4 separate regions of the Gossypium hirsutum genome follow, and regions 1, 2 and 4 are each linked to region 3. A link is a contact called in public Hi-C data. All regions are on one chromosome and are shown on one strand. Each heading gives the region's core, a stretch centred on a gene start, on an enhancer-like site or on the middle of the called end of the contact. The rest is flanking DNA. Distances are from core to core; before and after follow the strand shown. Region 1 overlaps LOC107920708 (S-sulfo-L-cysteine synthase (O-acetyl-L-serine-dependent), chloroplastic). Region 2 holds the start of LOC107919988. Region 3 holds the start of LOC107918553. Region 4 has its middle 16 kb from the start of LOC121225993.

Region 1 (2,700 bases), core at 123-2,622, 280 kb before region 3:
TCAATTGGACACTCACGTGCTCAAATGCTTTTTCCATGTTACTTGAGGTACTTCAAAAATGGAAGTTATTAATAAATGTTCAAATGCTTTTGGAACTGATTTTTCTTCATTTTATATAGTATATACATTGTTTAAATTGTGAACGTATGTCTTGGTATGCCGTTAATGTTAGCTAATGTATATGAAAATTTTTTTAGAGCTTGGTGAATCACAATTGAGCGTTTTCGCTCACCGTTTTGAAATATTTGTTTTCGTGCGCTAGTCCAAGGTTGCATGAAAGGATATCTTGGAAGCAGCACGTTCGAGCATTTTCGTACAATTTAGTTTTTAAAGACTTAATTTCCAATTTGTCTTTGAATTGAAACAAAGACTTGTACCTAGGACCAACGTTACTATTTAGCTATTTTACTCATAATCGTGTTTAATGTTTGACCCCATTGGCCCATTGACATATTGGTTCATTTATGGAATATGTTTTTGGAATTGGATAATTTATTTGGTTTAGATTGAATATTGTAAGCTGGATTACTTGACACGCTAATTTTTGCACACTAGACGATTTTGTTCGAAAGACGATGTATTAAGTTAGAAGCATGTTATTTGTATTACGCTTGAATTGTGAGAATTGTTTATTCATGCCAATATTTTTAGCCTCTTAGCAAATTTTACTTGAGCAGCTAAATCTTGTGTATGAAGTGCTCTTAACATGTTTAAAGTAGGTTATGAACGTATTTGTGTATGCCAAATATGTTGGTTGTGTTATGAGAGCATCTTAGGTACGTTAGAAATGTGTAATGGGTTTGGTAGTAGTGCAATTTATTTATTTATTTTTTCTTTTTTGGGAGGGGGAATTTATAATTTTAGTTAGAGGTATTGATACCTTATACTAAGTATCAGAACTTTGAGGAAAAATATCGATATAAAGGGGGTCATGTATTGCTACATCCCTTGGAATGTTGGAACTCCAAAACATCGAAGTTCACTATGATAATATTTCAAGGCTAGTATTAGTAACCACAATCCTAGTATTAGTACTTAGGGTCACAAGTTGCCTAATTTGGCTCAAATGCCATTTTAAGGCTTGGTTGGACTTGGATTATAAATATCCTATGTTGTATGTCTGAACTATATTCCATTAAGTTTTAATTGTGTTGAGCATGTATTAATTATAAGATTGATGATAGGGTTGTTAGGTTAAGCTGCTGAACTGGGTATGGAATGTTACATTTGATACAATAGACATTGAAATTCTCATACCATGTGAAAATGGTGAGAGTTTGACATAGTTGTTAAGTCAGGCTCAACAAGACCCCACTTATCTAACTAGCCCAAGTCCACTATTTTGGCGTAGATTCCCATCTTTGGGCATGAGGAGCCTAACTTTGACAATTAAAAGGTCCTCTAAGTGTATAAAATCAGGAGCAGGTGAGAGTCACATGCACCCCTCAATGAATTGAAAAGGTGCATGAACCTTAAAGAATACAACTCTTTAGATCCTATTATGAGGCTAACAACTTACACAAATTGACAAGTCTACTAGCCACGAAAAGCAATATTAAATAGATAGGTTCACCCCCTCGAACATCATATCTCAAAACTTAACACCTCAAGATCGGCACAAACTTTTCTTCATTTGAGAGCATCTCTCTTTAGTTTCCTCTCTCTTTATATATAATATAGATGTATATATATAATCTACAACTCCCACCATCAAAATATACTACCTATCACAACACAATCATCTAGGGATATTTTATTTCATCTCAACACCCCGTCCCAACAACTGGTATGGATAAGTGATGTTGCGTTGATAGAATGATCACTTTAACAAGATATCATTGTTGGAAAAATTAATTTAGAAAACAATATTTTTAGGCATAAAACAAATCAAGTGCCCAGAATAAAAACTTTTCTTATTTTAGTATGAAAATTAATTCTTTTTATAGAACTAGAAACTATGAGCTTTCATGGAAAATAAATTTTTTTCTAAAAAAATTACCACTACTTCCTTATAGAATAACGACACTCTCAAATATGTGTAAAGAACTTAAAACAATTCATGCTGTGAAACAATAAAAGAATTTTGCTTGAATAAGGTTTAATTAAATAATAATATTTTAATAGAAAATATGAGTTCTCTACTAGGAGTAGAGTACACTAGGAGTGACGTCACACCTTAGGAAATACTAGGGTTTGTCACCCTTATCATATACCAGACCTAATTTGACATTTCATGTATTAGGTATAATTATATGTGTTATTTAGACATTTATCCAAAACTTATAATATATCTAATCCAATAAATATTTTCTATATCCAAAATATTAGTTAATTAATTAATTTAACTAAATTAATTTATCAATTAAGTTATTTTTTCAAGTCAATTCTAATTTTGTTAAAGTCATGGCAACTTTATCATATTAAAATCTACGATGAAATGTATTTAATTGCCTCATTCAATAAATCCATGATGACTAATTAATTTAACTCTCATTTCGAACTTCAATTATTTAAATTAAAATAAATTAAATAATAATTCAAAAAAAGTAATTAATTTTTAAATTATCTTTTGTACTTAGTGAAAAAAAACACATTCATTGCGGATAATGATACATGCGACCCATTTTTGTTACTATCATGCAATTCATTTTGTGTTATCTCTATTGGATCTAGTGCATTTTTGTCTATGTATACTTGTAT
Region 2 (2,700 bases), core at 94-2,593, 370 kb before region 3:
TATAAACTATTACAAAATACTGCATATGATCCTAGAGCTTATGCTTTACAACTTGACTAAGGATTTCTACAGAAAACTTTGGCTTCTTGATTTACCCTCAAAAATTAAAATTACAGTTTGGAAGATCTCGTGGAATTTCCTTGCTACTCGTGCCAATCTACTATTTAGAAGGCTAACGAGTACTGCAATGTGCCCTCGGTGCGGATCTGGATCTGAATCCATGGAACATCTTTTTTGAGAGTGCCCTGTTACAATATCAGTGTGGAGAGAGTTATCTTTCCTTAGCTACGTGCAGGATAACCAGATGGGGTTTAAACAGTGGCTAACCTGGGTTTTTTCACAGTGCTCAGCATCCCACCGTCGGATTTTCTGTGTTGCAGTCTGGGCCATTTGGGGTGATAGGAACAACAGGTTACATAACAAAGGAGGTAAATCTGCAAAAGAAATAGGGAGATTTGTTAGCAGTTACATTTCAGAGTTAGACTCAGTTGCTAAAACTAGCCGACAGTCCTCCACAACTGGAAAAAAATGGGTAAAACCAACGGACAGTTTTATCAAAATCAATTTTGATGCAGCTTTTGTAAGAGGACAAAATAAAGCGGCTATCGGAGTTGTGGCCAGAAATGAAGAGGGTTCAGTTCTCTTATCTTGTTCAGAGGTTTATCAATGGGTTCCATCAGCTTTTGGAGCGGAAGCAATCACATGTAGGAAAGCTCTCCAGATCGGCGTACATATGAAATGGGACAGAGTTATTATTGAAGGTGATTCGTTATCAATAATAAAGAAGTGTAAAACAAAAAACCCAGATAAATCACTGGTCAGTGCGTTTATTCATGATATCCATCAGCTTTCGGTATACTTTAAGGAATGTAAGTTTGAGCATACCCCAAGATCTACAAATGGCCTTGCGCATAATCTTGCATCTGAAGCGATGAAGAGTAGTAGAGGAGTTTACCTGGTCGGAAGAGCCCCTGGAGTTGCAGAAATTCAAGCAGAAATCGACAGGGTGAGAGAACCAGACTGAAGCCAAATAAGGAAGAAATGGAGAGATGGTTCCGGAATAAAGCAGATTTCAGAGAAACTATACTAAGCTTTTGGTTTTTCAAAACGTCTTGAAGGTGATTTGAGATTGAAGGGACAAGACGAGTTATGACTATTGAGTCTGATTGGGCAGAGGAAACGGCAATATTAATGCATTGCAGAGTTGTTTCCTTTTTTTCATTTCCTAGGTGATTAGGTTTCTTTTTCATTAATGCATTTGTTTTTTCTTATCGATGGGCCTAGGCTGTGTACTGGGTTGGTTTTTCATTCCTTTTGAACTCTTATGTAAACTTTTAAGTTTTATTTTAGCCCAATCTGAGTTTTTTCAAATATATATATATATCTTTGAAGTCATTGGGATGACGCGAACTAATTTCTTTTTAAACATCTTTTTTTTAATAAAAAAGATGGCCAACATAAAAAAAACTTTACGCCTCGTATTGTTCTGATTGAATTCATCATCATCGAATCTAAGCGATTTTGGTGATAATACTAACAATTTCATTTAGAAGAACTGGAAATTATCATTCTTGTAAAATAGATAATTAAAGATTGGTCACGAATTCATCTTTTTTTTTTAAATTCATCTAGTGTATTTTAAAAAATGTTATTACATTTGGTGCCTCATATTGATTCTTTACGGTGAAAGTGAAATCTCATCTTCTGATTAAATTCATCATCATCATCGAATTTAAGCTCTTTTTTTTTTTGATAATTCAAACGATCTTCATTTATAAGAATTGAAAGTTATTGGGTATTTAGTAAACAGAGTTTTAGGTCGTTTTTAGTTTATTTGGGCATTCGCTTTTAGTTGATTTGGGCACAAATGGAAGATTGGATAGTAGAACCCTTTAATTGAATTGGGAATAAGATATGTGAAATGATATATCTGACCATGCTTAAAAATTACTTCATTTGTCACATGCTCTCAAATCTAATAAGATATGTGGAATGAGATATATATCTATTTCTTGAATATTTATGTACTCTTAATTTATTTTTAATTTACTTGTGTAAAATGATTTCTTATGCAACTTTATATTAATTGAAATATGCTACTTGATAAATTTATTCAGAGTGTGACATAATTATCACTAAATATGTAGTTTACAATTATATTAATACACTATTAATATTTATCAATTTCTACAAGGTTAATATTTGCACATAAGGAACTTAAGAAATTTGTTTATTTAAAATTTCAAAAATAGTTACTAATTAATTTTCATAATGGATTTTTTAATTCCTTAATAATAGTGTTTTATTTCAATAATTTCACCCAATAAAGACTAAAGTATTATAAACAAATAAATATTTAACAATAAAATATGACATGCTCATATTTGTCATTTTACACATATCAACTTTTAGTTATTAACTAAAATTTATCAAACACTTTTAAATCAACAATTAATATAATTAGTTGGTCAAACCAACCACTTTAATCAACAATGAATTATCAATCAATTGTCAAACAGGGTCATCATCCTCGTAAAATAGATATTTAATATGAAAAAGGATTTGGTTCTAGACCTAAATCAGTTTGGAATCATTGGAAGAATGGAATGATTAGATATATGGAAAAAATAGTAGAGATGATATAATTTAAAAATGTTTAAATATGTTAAGGGTCTCTCTCCTATTTAAAAAATTAAAATT
Region 3 (2,700 bases), core at 33-2,532:
TTTTATAATTTAAAAAATAACAGTATATTTTTAAAAAAATATAATATATTTTATAAAATTTTATGTTTTTATATTTTTTAGATTTTTAATTAAATTTTAGGATTTTTTTATTTTAAGTGCACAATGAATATGAACAAATGATTTTCTCGATATAAATGGAGCGGGAGAACTTTTTGTCCATTTTTATTTTGAACGTGTATTTTTCTAGTAATTTTATACACATTTTATAATTTAAAAGTTAATAATAAAAAATGTTTTAAAAATAAATTTCAGATTTAAAATAAATTTAGTTTTTATTACTTAATTAGTAAATCATTTTTAAATAAATTTTATTTTTATTCCAGATTTTAAAAACTAATATTAAACAATTTAAAAATATTTTTTTACTTTATTGACAAATTTAAAATAAATTCTATATTTTAAAATGATTATAAATAATTTAAGTAATAAAAATAGAATTTATTTTAAGACATTGATTTATTTTAAAAATAATTTTATATTATAAATAATTTTTGATATTATAAAAATATAAAATTATTAGAGAAATACATATTTAAAATGAACCTAAATAAAAGATTGTCCAAATTCATTTGTATCGAGATAATCATTTATTCAAATTCATTATACACTTGAAATAAAAAATAAAATCATAAAATTTTAAAAAAATTTTAAAATATAAAAAAAAAGTAAAAACAAAAAATTATAAAATACAAGAGTTTATTTTTAAAATATATATTGTTATTTTTTATATTATAAAAATAAAATTACTAAAAAATACATTCAAAATATCTTGAACAAATAATTATCCAATCATTTATCTAGGTTCAAATCCATTATATGGCATGATTCTAATTTTTTTTAAAATTTTTAAGTTTATTTTTTATTAATGTTTATAACACATCTTAATATTTTATTCATTATGGATTCAAAATCTGTAACGAAAAATACTAATTTAATTTAGTATTTTTAATACTTTTACTTTTGATTAATATAAAAATAATGATAATAAAATTAAATATGGTAACTCAAGAAAAGAAAATTTCAAACACACCCCAATGAAAATAAATACATGAATTTAGCTTACTTTTTGTCTCATGCTACAGTATAGCTACAGTATCTAATCTCACTCTCATCGTTAGTTTTATACTACAGTATAGTTATAGTATTTAATCTTACTTCCATCGTTGTTTTTACGCTAACCGCACACTAACCGCAGGTAAATGTATTTTAAGTCACCTAAATGCACCGCCCATTTAAACTCACCTAAGAGTGGGTTTGGATAGGCGATTAGGTGCGGTGCAATGTATTTAGCTTACTTTTTATCTCACGCTACAGTATCGCTACAGTATTTAATCTCATCGCCACCACTATTTTTACACTAAGTAAAGGCAATACCCATCCAATCTCACTTAAGTCTTCTAACCCCACCCGATTCGGCGTCGTGGATGGGCACAAACGATATTAAATAGCCCTCCGGTGAGACGGTTCACGAAAGGAATCACCTTCCAAGTTCCTCTGCTTGTGTAACTACAGAAAAACAAAAATCAATGTCCAAAACTAATTTGTGTTACCTTCTTTTATTGTTAATTCTATTGCCTTCTTCATATTTCCTTACGTCAGTCCTTGCCAAATCTCGAAATCCGATCACAGTACATGCCGACTTTTTCTATCTTTATAAATTTATTTTTCAGTTTTTTATTTTAAACTCTTTTATTGGATTTGTTTTTCTAATGGGTTGTTTTAACGGTATTTCACAGGATTCTGAGATTAAGAAAAAGAAGAGTGAATGTTATGCTGATATCGACAGGTGGGTATTCCCATTTCTCCTTTTATGTTTGGGTTTCTTTAATTTTCTTTTATATTCACTGTTTGTCTTCGATTAGGGTTTCTTTTTTCTTATTTGAATTGTAACAAATCTGGGTTCTTAATATTTGATTGAATCTTGGGTACTTCAGTGGAATTTATTTCAGTTTTTTATACCATTTTCTCAATTCAACTTTCATTCTTCCTCTAGCATTTTTATTTTTGGTCAAAAAGATTATTGGATAAGGAAATTTTGGGTTTTGATGCTTAACACAATGTATTAATTTCAAGATTTTTTTTCTTGGTGTAATATTATATTTTATTCTTTTTTATGGTGAAATCAGTGGACTGTGGGGTGGGCACTGCAAGTCTTCATCAATAGCAAAGGAGAATTGTGCCTTAAAGTGCCTTTCTCCTGCTTGTTACGAACTTATATATGAAAGTGATCCGGTATGTGAAATCCCTCCTTGTTGTGGTGCTCTACTGCATCTGTTTATATCATCTGGTTTAATGGTTTCTTCTTTTTGGATTTTCATATTGTAGCTCGAAGAAGGAGAGAAAGATTATATAAGGAGCCAAGAATTCAAGTACTGTATGTATAAGTAAGTTGCATAGGTTTTTTGGATTCATCATGTCTTTTCCGTTTGATGTTGTGCAATAATCATGCTTTTATTCAACATATCTTAGAATGTGAGTGATGGACTTTGGAGCATGAATGCATGATGCATCACATCTTTCCGATTACTCTTACCCCCTCATTTGGACTTTATCGTTTCTTGGAGCAGCATTTGAGGCTAGGTCTATAACAATTATATCTCTTTATCTATCTTAATCTCGTGGAGAATGAATGCATTATGCACCGCAGGTTGTTTGATATTTTACTCTAACCCCTCATTT
Region 4 (2,700 bases), core at 99-2,598, 260 kb before region 3:
TTGTAACCCAACTTGAAATAACTCAAAAAATTTAAAACTTAAATTAACTTAATCTAGATTAACTTAACCTAAAATCAACTTCACCCATCCAATTAATCAGTTGGCTTATTCTTTTTATTCTTGTCTATAATTAGTCACATATTGTTTTCTTCAAGAAATTAACATATTCTCCACCCCTAATGTACGAAACATGATGGAGTGTTGGTGTTAAAAGAAAATTGAATTAAACTTTTTAACCCAGTTCCTGCTTTTATATATAATAAAACACACTTAATTTGCAGCAAAAGTAGGAATTTAATATGCCTATAGTCTCTTTTCCAGTTTTGTAGTTTAAATTTCAATTATTGAAGACCATAAGGCCGTCTAATTTATTTATTGCAAAATTATTATGCTCAACCTAAATTTTTATGGTATTAATATCAATAATAGAATTTGCTTATACGATCCCGAGTGAAGAGTAAAGTCGTTGAAGAGTGAGCGTATGGCATTACAGTCGCTCAAAATTTATTGCTTGGTATATAAAGTATCAATACTAAACTTTGGTACCGCTTAGATTAGCAGGTATTGCAAAGTTGTGTCCTACAATCTACTTAAATGCAATGATTTTTTATATGATTATAATAACTTGATAAAAAAATTTGGGTAAAGAGTTATTGTATTACTGAATAAATTAGTGTTAGATTAGAGAATAAATTGATTCTTCTGCTTTCTATAGTGAATGAAGCTTACAAACCAATTTTTTAATGGTTTTGAAGTATAAATATGAATTCAATTCATCCCCTTAATCATGTTTAGGGTGATAAAACTCATGATACAATCAATATTTCATAGCTGTGAGCTTTTTTGTTGTTAATATTTATTATAATTGATGGCAATAATATTTAATGTGTCTTTATAATTTTGAGCCTATCGTAATTGATCATAACAATATTTGATATGTTTACATTCACGAGAAGATAAAAACTTATTTTACGATGATTTAAATCTATAAAAAATTATGATTATTATTTTGTGATTTGATATATCATAATTAATGGTGATAGTATTTGCTATGTAAACAACCATACGGCATAGAGTGAAAACCAAATCTACCACAGTAATAAAAATAAAGAATTAAAATCTTAGAAAATTGGGGAAAGTTCCATCCACTGATTCATCTCTTCAACTTTACCTGCACAACTGTCATCCAAAAGCCATTTCTCAAGAGATGAAAATGAAGGATAAAATTTGCTATTATTCCCAGTTTTTTGCTTCATTTCTTGGGTAATTTCAACACTGAACTGATCATCATTCCCAGAATCTTGAAAACCACCCTTTGAAGTAGTAGAACCACAAGTGGATTTCTCCCAGGCAACATTATTCATGTTCTCAAACCATAAAATGGACTCAAAATGTTCGTTCGACATCAAATCACCACCTCCACTTTCATCTTTCGGCTGGGTTTGGAGAATTATGGCACTCTGATTACTGCAAATATTTGGTGACGCTCTCATCCAACCTTGAAGAAGACGAGAAATATCTCAGTGCTTGAAGCATATGTAGCAATGGTTGAACTTGAACCAGTAGCTAGGGTTTTATTCAAGCAAGCCTGAGCCATTTGGGGGAGTTCCATAGCTGGCTGAAACTTCTTTAGCTTCTTCTTCAAGTGGGTGTTCCAGTAGTTCTTTACATCATTATCTGTTCTTTGTGGTAAATATGAAGCAATGGCTGCCCATCTAAGTGGAAGAATAAAATAAAATTGCCGAATTAGATAATCTGAGTCTGAGATTAACCCAATGAATTGAAAGTGTTTTTCTACAAGAAAACGAAGAAGATGGTTGAAGATTACTTGTTACCCAATAAAGCTTGCAAATGAATAATCATCCCTTCTTCATGAGGTGTAAAGTTCCCTCTCTTGATTCCTGGTCTCAGATAGTTTGTCCATCGAAGCCTGCAACTTTTGCTGCATCTCTGCAACCCTTTTAAAATTTAAGCATCCAAAAGTATGAAACTCCCATTTTTTATTGAGCTGACAAAGTTTAAGATTCTTCAACACATAAGATGAAATAAAATGGTAATACCAGTGTTAGTGGGCACTAATCTCCAATTCCCAGGTCCGTGTTCTTGGACGTAAGAAACAAGAAGGATGTCTTCCTCAGGGGTCCATGGACCTTTCTTGATGCCAACTTTATCACAACAAGGAGATCTTCCCATGCCTGTTTTCACTTTGCTTCTCTTTTCACTGCTTTTTTTTTGCTATATAGCTTCAACTGTATATATACACGCTATATTAATTATTTAACCCTTTTCATGAGTTATCCTCACTGTGATAAACTCAGTTAATAAAAAATTATAAAAATAATTATATTATTTAAGAGTAAAAATATCCAATTTTTTTTCAAAAATCACTGAATTAGATCGATTTTTTTTCAAAATTTACCGAATTAGGTAACGAATTAACAGGAAAACGCTTCCAGCTATAAGCGTTTTCCATAACGGCTACCCCACCCCAACGGTAAAAAACCCAACGGCTCCCGCACCTCAGCGGCTATATAGCTTCAACTATATATATACACACAATATATTGATTATTTAACCCTTTTCATGAGTTCTCCTCACTTTAGTCAACTTAGTTAAAAAAATTATAAAAATATTTTTATGTAACTAAAATAATTATATTATTTAAGAGCAAAAATACCTAAAAATGTTGTTTTTTTTAAA

What was found. A called contact is a pair of places that touch in the nucleus more often than the background predicts.
Region 1: a contact with region 3 is called in a Hi-C map of leaf, with 2.9 times the contacts expected there. The contact joins the enhancer-like site here to the promoter of LOC107918553 in region 3. A contact is called at or near these places in 7 of 34 Hi-C or Micro-C datasets (hypocotyl, leaf and seedling).
Region 2: a Hi-C map of leaf shows a contact between it and region 3, with 2.1 times the contacts expected there. The contact joins the promoter of LOC107919988 here to the promoter of LOC107918553 in region 3. A contact is called at or near these places in 4 of 34 Hi-C or Micro-C datasets (callus, leaf and seedling).
Region 4: a contact with region 3 is called in a Hi-C map of fibers, with 2.2 times the contacts expected there. The contact joins the enhancer-like site here to the promoter of LOC107918553 in region 3. A contact is called at or near these places in 3 of 34 Hi-C or Micro-C datasets (cotyledon, fibers and seedling).

The regions. Positions count from the first base shown.
Region 1 is chrD13:32,596,288-32,598,987 of Gossypium_hirsutum_v2.1, reverse strand. It overlaps LOC107920708 (S-sulfo-L-cysteine synthase (O-acetyl-L-serine-dependent), chloroplastic), which reads left to right. Exons shown (of 13, transcript XR_001690736.2): 12 at 1-47; 13 at 263-496. Among protein-coding and RNA genes, the nearest start is that of LOC107920708, 9.3 kb to the left of the region's middle. Within about 2 kb of position 1,372, at least 3 of the 9 cell types and tissues checked have an H3K27ac peak or open chromatin away from gene starts, as enhancers often do. A contact at or near this core is called in hypocotyl and leaf, where this site is marked.
Region 2 is chrD13:32,682,041-32,684,740 of Gossypium_hirsutum_v2.1, reverse strand. It overlaps LOC107919988, which reads right to left and starts at 1,343. Exons shown (of 4, transcript XR_001690507.2): 1 at 328-1,343; 2 at 1-245.
Region 3 is chrD13:32,316,841-32,319,540 of Gossypium_hirsutum_v2.1, reverse strand. LOC107918553 reads left to right here and starts at 1,282. Exons shown (of 5, transcript XM_016848131.2): 1 at 1,282-1,649; 2 at 1,758-1,807; 3 at 2,148-2,253; 4 at 2,347-2,405. The coding sequence starts at 1,548.
Region 4 is chrD13:32,576,764-32,579,463 of Gossypium_hirsutum_v2.1, reverse strand. It overlaps the pseudogene LOC107919587. Among protein-coding and RNA genes, the nearest start is that of LOC121225993, 16 kb to the right of the region's middle. Within about 2 kb of position 1,348, at least 2 of the 9 cell types and tissues checked have an H3K27ac peak or open chromatin away from gene starts, as enhancers often do. A contact at or near this core is called in fibers, where this site is marked.